Linked DNA regions of Mus musculus: region 2 is linked to region 1. Evidence: chromatin contacts called from public Hi-C data. All regions are on one chromosome and are shown on one strand. The core of a region is the stretch at or near the end of the contact, and the rest is flanking DNA. Distances in the headings are between cores, read along the strand shown. Region 1 overlaps Gm45959 (a long non-coding RNA gene). Region 2 overlaps Plekha5 (pleckstrin homology domain containing, family A member 5).

The links. Hi-C and Micro-C count contacts between places; a contact is called where the count stands out from the background.
Region 2: a contact with region 1 is called in a Hi-C map of uterus, with 2.8 times the contacts expected there. The contact joins two enhancer-like sites.

The regions. Positions count from the first base shown.
Region 1 is chr6:140,049,843-140,055,327 of GRCm38.p6, forward strand. All of the region lies in intron 2 of Gm45959 (a long non-coding RNA gene), which reads right to left. Among named protein-coding and RNA genes, the nearest start is that of Capza3, 11 kb to the left of the region's middle. Within about 2 kb of position 1,884, at least 22 of the 459 cell types and tissues checked have an H3K27ac peak or open chromatin away from gene starts, as enhancers often do. A contact at or near this core is called in uterus, where this site is marked.
Region 2 is chr6:140,504,721-140,510,648 of GRCm38.p6, forward strand. All of the region lies in intron 3 of Plekha5 (pleckstrin homology domain containing, family A member 5), which reads left to right. Among named protein-coding and RNA genes, the nearest start is that of Plekha5, 84 kb to the left of the region's middle. Within about 2 kb of position 4,646, at least 66 of the 459 cell types and tissues checked have an H3K27ac peak or open chromatin away from gene starts, as enhancers often do. A contact at or near this core is called in uterus, where this site is marked.

The DNA of each region.
Region 1 (5,485 bases), core at 634-3,133:
AACTGAGCTCCAGTGCTCTGCAATAGCAGCAACCCTCTAAATCCCTAGGCCCTTGCTCCAGGTCCCCAGCCCCTGATATTTTTTAATAAATATTTCCTATACTCACTTTCTCAATTATTTCCTCATCCATTCTTAATATCATTACGTGTACTACATCTGAGAAGAAAGTGAGTGAGCTATGAGAAGTAGGGAGGAAATAGATGCATGGTTAAATTAAAGAAGAGAAGCCAGGACACAGCCCAAAACTAAGGTCCTGAAAACGGAGCAAGGCAGACAGCGGTGTGAGGTGGGAATCAGAGAAAAGTGCACGGTGTGATGACTGGAGTTCCATCGTTAACGCCCGAGGAAAAGCTCTGTGTGGTACATTCCTACAATCTCAGTACTGAGGAGGCACAGAAAGGAAGAGCCCGTGGGGGCTGCTGGCCTGCTGGTCTACCCAAACCACTGAGCCCCTTCCTCAGTGAGAGCCCTGTATCAAATCAAAATGAGATGGAGGGCTTGCATGATGTCTCAGTGGGTAAAACCCAACAACCTGAGCTTAATCCCCAGAACACAGATGCACACAAAAGCACACAAGCGTACACACACATACATAAACACACACTGATACATATACTCATACACACACACAGGCTCACACACACTCACACACATATACATATTCACACACACAGAAACAAATACACACACATACAATCACACACATGCACACTCACACACACACATACACATAGACACACACTCACACATAAACACACTCATACACACATACACTCACACAGGTGCATACACACACATAGACACATGCACACATACACTCACACAGGTGCACACATACATACATACACACACACACACACACACACACACACCAGAATAAACATAGAAGAAAAATAAAAAGCAAGCATGGCTTTCCTTATTCAGTAGCAGCAGGAACTTGAGATGAACCGAACTGCCCCTGTCCCACCACACACACTGTCCCCAGTCTTTCCTCCGACATCATCTCTGACTCACACCAGGAGAGAGAAGTCTGCAGCCAGAGAGCAGAAGCTGAGGGAAGGTAAAGACAAAGATGCCGCTCACATGCCTGACACGGAAGTCCTCCGGGAAGGAATTGCTCCACCCTGTCTCTGCTTGAAGTGAAGCAGGCTGCATGTGCCGGTGCTGCTCCCAGGCCATTGACTAGAAGATGCTAAGGGACAGACACCAGGAGTGTGCAGCCCTAACGGGTAAACGCCCAAATTCTGGGATTTCTCCGCAGGCCCAGAGATTCTGAAAGTCTAATCATGAAGATCTAGCATAGCTTCATTTGAGGCTCACTCAAAATTAGAACAAGCTTCCTTTCTCAGAGGTGCTCCAGAGAGCCACGGGTGTGTTTCCCCCGTGTCCAGTCTCCCACACTATCACCTTCAACTCCGCTCATATCTATCTGGATACCGCTCTTCCGTCCCTAACGGCAAAGAAAATTAGCTAAGAGAAGCTGCTAAACTATTCATTTTTTTAATTTCTACTTGTGACAGTTCAATGAATATGTCAGGAGCAGCAAAGCCACAAAGATAAAATCCATTTCTTGTTTTAACCAAGTGCTGCACTGGAAGAAATTAACTGTAACTTTATTAGTCAGATTCCCCACCCCCACCCCAGGAAATGAGAGTGGCCGGGAAAGGGGTTAACACTTTTCAGTGGGTATTGGAGATGCTTTGCTGTCCTTTACTACAAATCACACACTCCCCAGGGGCCCTGGAGTTTCCAAACAAAGAACAGAAACCCTGAGACTTAGTATTACATAACAAATTTATAACCAACCCAAGAATGTGACTGCAGAATATCGCTCTCCTCTGCCGTTCTTTCATAGCAGCTGGAAAATATTACAGGCACTACGGTAGCCAAACTCAAGATATATCCATGAATGTTTTAAAGTGTACAACTGAAATGTAGCCCTGAGGGTCTGAGCCAGGAGGCATTTGGAAATAATGAAGCAGCGAAGATGTTTTATGGAGTCAGCAGAACCCAAGAGATTTCCTCCCAGATTCTACAGTTAGATGCCTAAATCCAGAGTTAGGAAACTATCTGGTGTCCTGGTTATGTGTTTCTATTGTCGTGACAAACACTATGACCAGCAGCTTGAGGGGAGATGGTTTATTTCGTCATATTGGTCACAGTTCTTCACTGAGGGAACTCAGGGCAGAAACTCAAGCAGGAACCTGAGGCAGGAACTGAAGCAGAGGCCATGGAGGTGAACCTCACAGCTTCCTCAGTCTGCTTTCTTACACAGCTCAGGACCACTACCCAGGTGTGATGTCACCTGTAGTAAAGTGGGCCCTTGCACATCAACCAATAATCAAGAAAATGTCCCACTGGATTACACATAGACTAATCTAGTGAGGGCATTTGTCAACTGAGACTCTCTCTTCCCTGTTGATCAACATTGAACAAAAACAAAAACAAAACAAACAAACAAAAAACAAAAAACAAAAAAAAAGGCTGTCAAAATTCCTCTCTATCTTTCTAGAAATGCAGTGAGGAAAATCCTAAAGTAATTTGTACAGTAAACAGTTCCCTAAGGCATCATGGGACATCTGAAGCTGAGCCATCAGTAAAGCAGGGTAGAATCCTTGACTCACAGTACTCTGCATCACTGGACTTAGAACATATAGAAATTATTTTCTATCAATGTTTCTACCTGTTGTAGTCCTGAAAATGTCCATGTACTAGGAATTATGGATCTTGGAAAGCAATTTAGGCAATGGTCCATGTTCGTCTTTCTGTTAAAGTATTTTCGAGTCTCCTGTGGAATTGTCATCTTAGAGGGTTGCTGCTTCTGTCTGCTAACCTATGTCTAGTCCTGAGAGCTTCTAGCCTCTGTACGATCTAATCTAGGCCTAGAATGTTTTCAGCCTCAGACTTGCTGCTAAATAAGCTCACCCTTTCTAGCTCTTTCTGATCTCTGGCTGGCTGATTCAATTCAGCTGTCTGGCTTAAACTCCTCTCCAAGCTGCCTGGGCCAATCTGACTTCTCTAGGTTTCTCCTGGGTTGCTCTGCTTGGCCTCATACTAACTGATAATTTGTTCTAATCTTCTGGCTCCTTCTCATTCTCTGGCTCATTCTGTTTTCACCTGTGTCTAGCTTGTTCTCTCTCTAGCCTGTCTATCACTGCCCTTATAAAACCAACTCTCTCTCTCTCTCTCCCTCCCTCCCTCCCTCCCTCCCTCCCTCCCTCCCTCCCTCCTGCATTGCTTTCCAATCCTCTCTCCTGAGAGGTGAGCACATTCTATTCTCTCAAATCTTTCTCTGTTCTGTCACTTTGTCTGGTACTCATTAGACATCATGTTCAAACATGGCTGCTTCCTTCTATAAACTAACTTTATCTCCATTGCTTGGGATTAAAGGTGTGTACTAAAGGCATGTCTGTGTTCCAGCCAGAGGGATTAAAGGTTCGTAGTAAGGACTTAGTCACATGACAACACAATCTTGGGGTTCACCGAGTGATTAAGTACCCTGCAACATATCTTCACAGAGAGCAATTCCTGTTATGATTGTGTGTGTGTTCTGTGTGTATGTGCACCTGTGTGTGTGTGTGTGTGTGTGTGTGTACACATGCACATGCAGGTGTACAGTGCATATTTGGGGGCCAGAGGTCAATGGCAAGTATTTTCCTCCATCACTCTCCACCACTTCATTTTTAAAAGATTGTTGTGATTACGGTTGTGTGTGTGGTTGCATGCATGGGAGCCATGATGCAGCTGTAAGACCACAGGACAGCCTGCAGGAGTCAGTCCTCTCCTTCCACTGTGTGTCTCAGGGATTAGACTGTCTGTCAGGCTTGATGGCAAGTGCCCTCATATTTACTGAGCCATCTCAGTGACCCTCCATATACACATGTAGCATGATTTCCAACTCTACTGTGGGATTGAAGTTATACATTCTAGTCTTCTTGGATTCAAATGTCAAATCCATTCATAAATGTGGACATAAACCAATATCTGGCTTATAAGACTGGTGCTTCTAAGCAGCCATTCAGAGCCTTCCACAGTGAGCTTCCATATAAATTCCTGCCTATTTTTCAATCTCATATATGCAAGAATATTTATTCATTCAGTAAATCTCCACTGAGCCCATTCCTGAATACGGCGATGTGCCAGCCTCTGTATTCAGCACTAAGAACACAAAAAGAAATAAGATACTCTTCCTGTTTGTAAGTAGGTCTCCACTGAGCAAGGGATAATGCCAGGTGAAAAGCCAACCACATAAGTAGCAGCAAACATTACCCTGTGGGAAATTAGAAGAGGCCACCAGAGAAAGCTGGTACAGTGGCCACTGCCAGAACCTTCTGAAGTGAACACTCCTCTTGCTACCAGGAGCCACACTAGGGTAATACTCACAATCTCACCCCTTCCCATTGGAAGCTTACACTCACAAACTGAACCACACTAGAAGAACCCATGATGTCCTTATGCACACACACACACACACACACACACACACACACGCTCGCACATGCACCACATTAGATCAAGACAGCTTTGTAACATTTCTCAGTTCCCAAGCATCATGTAGGACTGGCTAGGCCTTTGCTATGACTGACTGTCTCTGCAATCCCTCCACCCACTTCTTACCCAGGAATAGACAAATCTTTCTTAAGAAGGCGGGTAATAAATTTAGCCTTCACAAACCACAGAGAGTAAGGCTCTGTTAGCAATTTATTTTTCTTTTCTCACAATTTTCTAAAAAAAAATGTAAAGAAATAAAATAAAATTATTCTCTCTTAGCTTCTGATCATACTCAAACAAGCTAGGAACCAGAAGTGGTTTGCTGAAGCCTGCTCCACACAAAACAGGCTACGGCTGCTCATCTTAGAAACAGCCCAGTGAAAGCCTGTAAGCCAGTCTCTGTCTAAAGGCTGCTTCTGGGAGCCTGCCTGACTGTGACAGGGGAAAGTCTCAGAGACAACCGGGCTCAGCATGAGTTTGCTAGTCAGCAGTGGTGCTGGCAATGATGAACTTGATCTGAACCCTGCAGTCATAGAAAATAAGAGTTAATTGTCTTTATTCCTTGTTTCCCAAAGCCTGTCTCCTATGGTGCTCCAAGAAAGAGTTTTCTGCAGTGAACCATTTCCCCAGGTACCTGTGATCAAGACTTTTTTTCTTTCTTCCTTTCTTTCTTTTCTTTCTTTCTTTCTTTTTTCTTTCTTTCTTTCTTTCTTTCTTTCTTTCTTTCTTTCTTTCTTTCTTTCTTTTTTGCCAATTAAACTAGTTTTATCCAAAGTAAGTCTACATTAAATTACAGTATTACCAATCTGTAGACACAATGAACTTAAAAATAAGAAGTAGAAATAGACATCTATTTGGTCTTTCAGAGACCACATCATAGAACTCATAAATGAAAATGTACAAATATAGAAATGATACTTAAAGAGAAAGGGTTTTAATATGGGGGGCCCAAACATGCATGTTTCAAAAAGGGAGAATCCTTTAATTATTTAGC
Region 2 (5,928 bases), core at 3,396-5,895, 460 kb after region 1:
TTTTTTTTTTTTTTTTTGGTTTTTCGAGACAGGGTTTCTCTGTGTAGCCCTGGCTGTCCTGGAACTCACTTTGTAGACCAGGCTGGCCTCGAACTCAGAGATCCGCCTGCCTCTGCCTCCCGAGTGCTGGGATTAAAGGTGTGCGCCACCACGCCCGGCTGGAGTTGGCTTTTTAAGGCAAGCTGTTACTGTGCATCCTAGACTAAGCTAGAATTCACTGTAGGCTCTGGCTCAGGCTCCTGAGTGGGAAGCACCATGCCCTGCTTTATCCGTGAGCAGAGGAGGACTTACAGCAAGGTGGTTCCTATTCATCCTGCTGTGCAGCAAATGAAACTGCCTCACGGGGAAAGGGGAAAGAGAAAACCATTCCTGAGGATGTCAGTGATAAACTCGAACCTTCTTGTCACTTAGAAGCCCCATGAAAGTTCCTTTCTCAGACCCCTCTCTACCGTGCATAGCCACTTACATGTAAGCTACATTCCCAGCCTCTGGTTTGGTTGAGACAGTCTTACTACACATCCCGGACTGACCCCAGACTCACAGCCTCCCTGGCCCACCTGAGCCTTTGCAACCAATGCTTACAGAAATGCACTGCTGCAACCAAGTCTGGCACAGTTGTGAACCTCTCTATTTTTAAAAATTTTGACTTCTGTGCAACCACATGTGGGAAAGTGTGTGTGTGTGTGTGTGTGTGTGTGTGTGTGTGTGTGTGTGTGTGTGTGTGTGTGTGTGAGAAAGAGAGAGAGAGACAGACAGACAGACAGACAGACAGGGATTTGAGAATTTTACACATGACTAATGGATTGATTGCAGCCATCCCTCAGGCTGCCCGTCCAGCCCTCCTATATCCTCTCTTAGCCACTTTTCCTCTCAGCTTTCATGTGTTCTTTTAAACTCCCTGCGTCCACTTAGCCCTGTGTGGTTTTTATCGGGAACCACATCCAAAGGAAATGGACTCCTCCTCCTCCCCAGCAGCCGCAGCTCCCACTGTGCGGGCCTGGCATGGGCTCCACGAGCCTCTTCCCACCATGCTCCATCCTGTGCAGGTAGCCTTGTGGCTCAGATTCTGTTCTTCGTGTACATCCTTATAGAGTCCAAGATCAAAATGATACTTCTATTTTACTTAGATAATTTATCCCAGTTACTCATAGCCAATTTACATACCTTTTTTCTTTTTCATTTTTTTAATGTTCCTACATGGCCTAGAAACATGCTTCTTTTACAGAAAAATGGAAAACATTATCTTCTGTAAATATTAAACAAATGACAAATATATTATTAGCCAAGGAAATTAAATCTCAACCCAGGCTGGTTTGTTTGACTTTGACTTAACTCTAGACAGCAAAATATATACAGCATTTCTAATAGAGGCTATTCTCCTGTCTTCAGTAAAAGAAAAATCTTGTGGGCTATATAAGGAGGGGTGTGTATAGATGAGTGTGTACGCATGGGGAGTATGTACAAGGGAGTATGAGCAGGTGAGAGTGTATACAGAAGAAAAGTTCAAAGAGATAAGGTGTGTGTACAAATGAGATGTGAAAAATAGCAGACAGTTTTCCTTCAGTTCCAGAGACGAGTCCAAAAGTAAATACGGCAGAGTCCGTGTGTTCTACATAAGTGGATAACAAAGAAATGTACAGTGTCCTTCTTGTTAGTTGTAGAGAAAGTGGGAGACTGAAGAGATGACAGGTCAGTTAAGAGCATATGCTCCTCTTGCAGAGGACCCACGCTTGCTTCCCAGTGCCCTTGTGGAGCAGCTCACGATCCTGTAACTTCTGCTCCAGGACGTCCATGCCCTCTTCTGGTCTCTTTGGCCACTGTATGCACATGCATTGCACATACATGCACACACATAAGTAAAAAATAAATCTTTTAAAACTAAGAATTAGTTGGAGCAGGCAGACATGTTGTTTAGACCTTTTATTGAGTCCACAGCACAGCTACAAGTGGCTCTTCTGTGCCAAGGCTAAATCTCCTTAATGCATTCTGCCCTGTATATAGAGTTTTCATTCTACAGTTTGCACATACTGCCATTGCAAATTTTTCTAAATATTTAATACAGTGAAAGTATGGTTAAAGATTAACTACTCTCTCCACTTTTTCCCTATTACATTTGAGACAGTGTGTGTGTGTGTGTGTGTGTGTGTGTGTGTGTGTGTGTGTGTGTGTGTGTGTGTGTGTGTGTAAACGTCCAGGGCTAATACAGACGTAACCACATGCTAGCTCAGAAGTTGAAATAACTCCTGGCAGCTCAAACTCAGGACACAGATGCTGACCAGTTTTAGTGCATCCTTGCTGCCTTGTGTTTGCTGAGACAGGGTCTCGGTGCTCATTGTGCAGAGCACACTGGCCTCCAGCTCACAGAATTCACTGCCTTTGCCTCCAGAATACAGGGATTAAAAGTGTGGCCACCAGGGCCAACTGTTTTGTTTGCTGCCTGTAATGTCTTACCTCACACCTTGATTTATAGGTAGTTGGATAAATGAACTAGAATTTGTCCTCGAGAGTCCATGAATGCATACTTTCTTTTTATTATGCAGAAAAGTTTGTTTCACCCCGTGGGGGTAGGTGCTTTGAAATAGAAATATGTAGTTACTCACAGGACTGATTATAACAGGCAGTGTGACCTCAGCTAGCAGCTTGGGCGAAATCTCCCGAAGAAGATAGTATTTGAACAGGACTTGAAAAATATAAGTTGGTGAGGCACACAGTTTATAAACGAATTGAATTAGCTGTAACTTACCTCATGCAAAAAGCAGAATTTAGAAAGGATTGGAAGAAGAAAGAGAATTCTTAAAGCCTTAAGTCAGAGTCTTACTAACTGGCCTTAGGAAAAAAGGTCACCTTGCTCATTAATGACCTGAGAACTGGATAGTCTCAAATTCAGAGCTTCTGGATTCTCTTAGTTAGCAAGTATGTTCTAGTAGCTTCCACTCCCTACAGAGGACGAGTCTAGTGGTATGAGGGGCTTTCTCATTATAATTGGTTTCTTCCTAAGCAGGTGTTTATGGACTGACTGGATTCTTACATCTCTTCCAAGTACTTATTCCAGACGTCTGCTGCTTTGTGAGGTTTTATCTCTAAAAGAACAGCAACCTGAAACAATGGAAACTCACCCCCACACCCATTCTTGATTTTTTTTTTTTTAAACACAGTTTCCACCTCCTGGGAGTTGAGCTCACAGGCATGGACCACAAGGTCAAGCGCATTCTACTATTTCCACATCAGAAAGATTTGTATTAAATGACTAAGGGGGTGAAATCCTTAACTAACCAATGAGACACCTTACACTTACTGTCTTACCGTAGTGTTAGGTACTGGGAGGAAATACTAGAAACAGGGCTCCTTTCCCATTACAAGAGCTTCTATATTGAATATTAATTATGAATAAATTGGCCCCAGATGATGGATGGGATCGGGTTTCAGATTGAGGTATTTGGAAATAAATCTCTTGCAGAGTGAATGTTGCGAATCCAGATAGATCAAGTAAGTCAAGGGCAGGGGTAGCATTTTCAAGATTACAATCCACTGAGAAGTGAAATCGTAAGTATGTAAGGACTCAAAACTGACAGTGTGGCCGCTGGGCTGTCGGGTGTCTCACAGGCGTGCCTTGTGCTTGAGTGAAACACGGGTGCTGGTGTAAGTTCTTATGAGACCCCTGCTGAACTCTAGTTTTTGGTTGTAGATCGTATCCTGTTTGTCGTCTGTCTGTCCATTTGATACATATTGTGTTTTGGCTGGACGTGTGTAGTATCTTTTTACCGTTTATGTGCCTGGTACCCACAGTGACCAGAAGCGGTTCGGTCCTCTGACTCTGTGGTTACAGATGGTTGTGCCATGTGAGTGGTGGGACTCAAACCCTGCTCCTCTGCTAGGGCAGCATGTGAGCCTAACCACTGCCAAGTGGAACCTTTCGCTGTGGTTTTTAGAAATGCTTTGTTTTCGTTTGTATATGTACACCCACTTTGGAGAGTTGGTTCTCTCCTCCCATCGGCCTCAGGGACTGCATTCATGTCATGAGGCCAAAATGGCAATGACTTTTACCACCTGAGCCCTCACTGGCCTTCTCTTCTGTCTTCATGAGGCGCGGCTCCTGCGGTAGACTTTAGAGATACGTGAAAAGAAAATTGGGATTAGTTGAGGTTTAGGACTCCCCACGGATTTGAAGTTGATTGGCTTCAGCAGTGTAGTGGGCTGTCTGTCTCCACAGCTTTTCTTGGCTTTCTCCTGACCATGTGATCAGTGCAGGCCTGAGACCTGCTGGGCAGAATTGTACAAGGCACATGAGAATTGCCTTATTGTTAGTCATCTTTCTGTAAGTAAATAGTTTGTCTGCTAGTGGGTAGTGTGTGTGTGTGTGTGTGTGTGTGTGTGTGTGTGTGTGAGAAGTTTAGACTTTTTGCTGACGTGTGTGCTCCGAGCATAGCTACCCCTAATGGATTTCATCTTGAAATAGTCGGATGGCCTTCGTTTTGTTAAGCAGTTTCCACATATCCCCCAGGCCATTAGCCATTTCCTCCTCTGGGCTCTCAAACCAGGTTATGTTTTAATGATTTGTTTACAGCCCGCTTTCTCCTATTAAGCTGTCAGTTGGGCCTGTGGTGACCTTGAAAGAGGGACTTTATCTTACTCTCCCCTTTGTTCCCGTGGCTGACCACACTGTAAACAGTGAGTAAGCCGTCTTCGTCTTCGTTGTTGCGAGGGCAAGAGACTTCACAAGCGCCATAATGTCATAAACCAAGTGCTAGGCTGCCTTGTCCCTTCTTCCTCTCCCCAGGTGGAGACTCTTGGAGCAGATCTCTTGTTTCATTTCATTGTTTCTTGGAGCAGTGCGTTGTGGAGCCCCTGGACCACTGTGTGATGCTGCAAACGCTGAGCTAGGTTTTTGTCTGATTTTGAAAGTCCTGCTTTACTACGGGATCACATGTAACCCAGGTGCATGAGAGGAATGGCAACGTTGCTTTTTAGTACATTATTTTGTTCATCTGCGTAGCTGATGTTTTTGTTGTTGTTGTTTGTTTCCAGGTTTATAGTTGTTTGATTGTTTCCTTAAAACAGGATAGGATGTCATGGTTTTTGTTTTTTGTTTTTTTTTAACACTGTAGCTGTCCTCAGACACTCCAGAAGAGGGCATCAGATTTCATTATGGATGGTTGTGAGCCACCATGTGGTTGCTGGGATTTGAACTCCTGACCTGTGGAAGAGCAGTTAGCGCTCTTAACCAGGCCGTCTCACCAGCCCGGATGTCATGGTTTTAATGTTCATATACTTGAGCCCAGGTCACTAAGTGTTGTTATTATTTTGGAAAGCCCTGGAAGCTTTACAAGGTTGGCCCTCGAAGGCTCCTTGGCCCCTGGTCCCTGTGTGTTGTTTCCTCCGCTTCCTGCTCTTCTATGGTGTGCTCGCTCAGCCTCTAACACTCCGTGGTCCTTCCTCCATGAGGCGAGCTGCTTGGGCATGGTGTCCCTGACATGATGCAATGCAGATAACTGAGAATAAAGCAGTCCTCCTGTAAGTTAGTTCTGTCAGATAGTATGTCTAAGCCATGCAAAAATAACTAATAGAAAAAATTGGTACCAGGGGAGTAAGGTCACTGTAACTAAACCTAACAACATGATTATTAGGTTTTGAAAACTGATGTATAAGAAGAATGTGAAAGAGTTTGAAGGCAGACTAGAGCACCCCTCCTACAGTTCGTTAAGCAAAGCTAAGTGGACCATTCTGGTAGGAGTTTAGAAAGCTAGAACCTTATAGAAATACACAGTAAAGACTATTCTGTGAGGTTTAAAAGGGAACATGACTCTATTAGAATTGGACTGGAAACCATTCATGTTATATTCTAGCACAGAATCTGTCTCTAGTTTATGCATGTCTGAAACCTTGAAAGAGTATAAATTGAAAAATGATATAGTGTTCAGGCTATGCCAT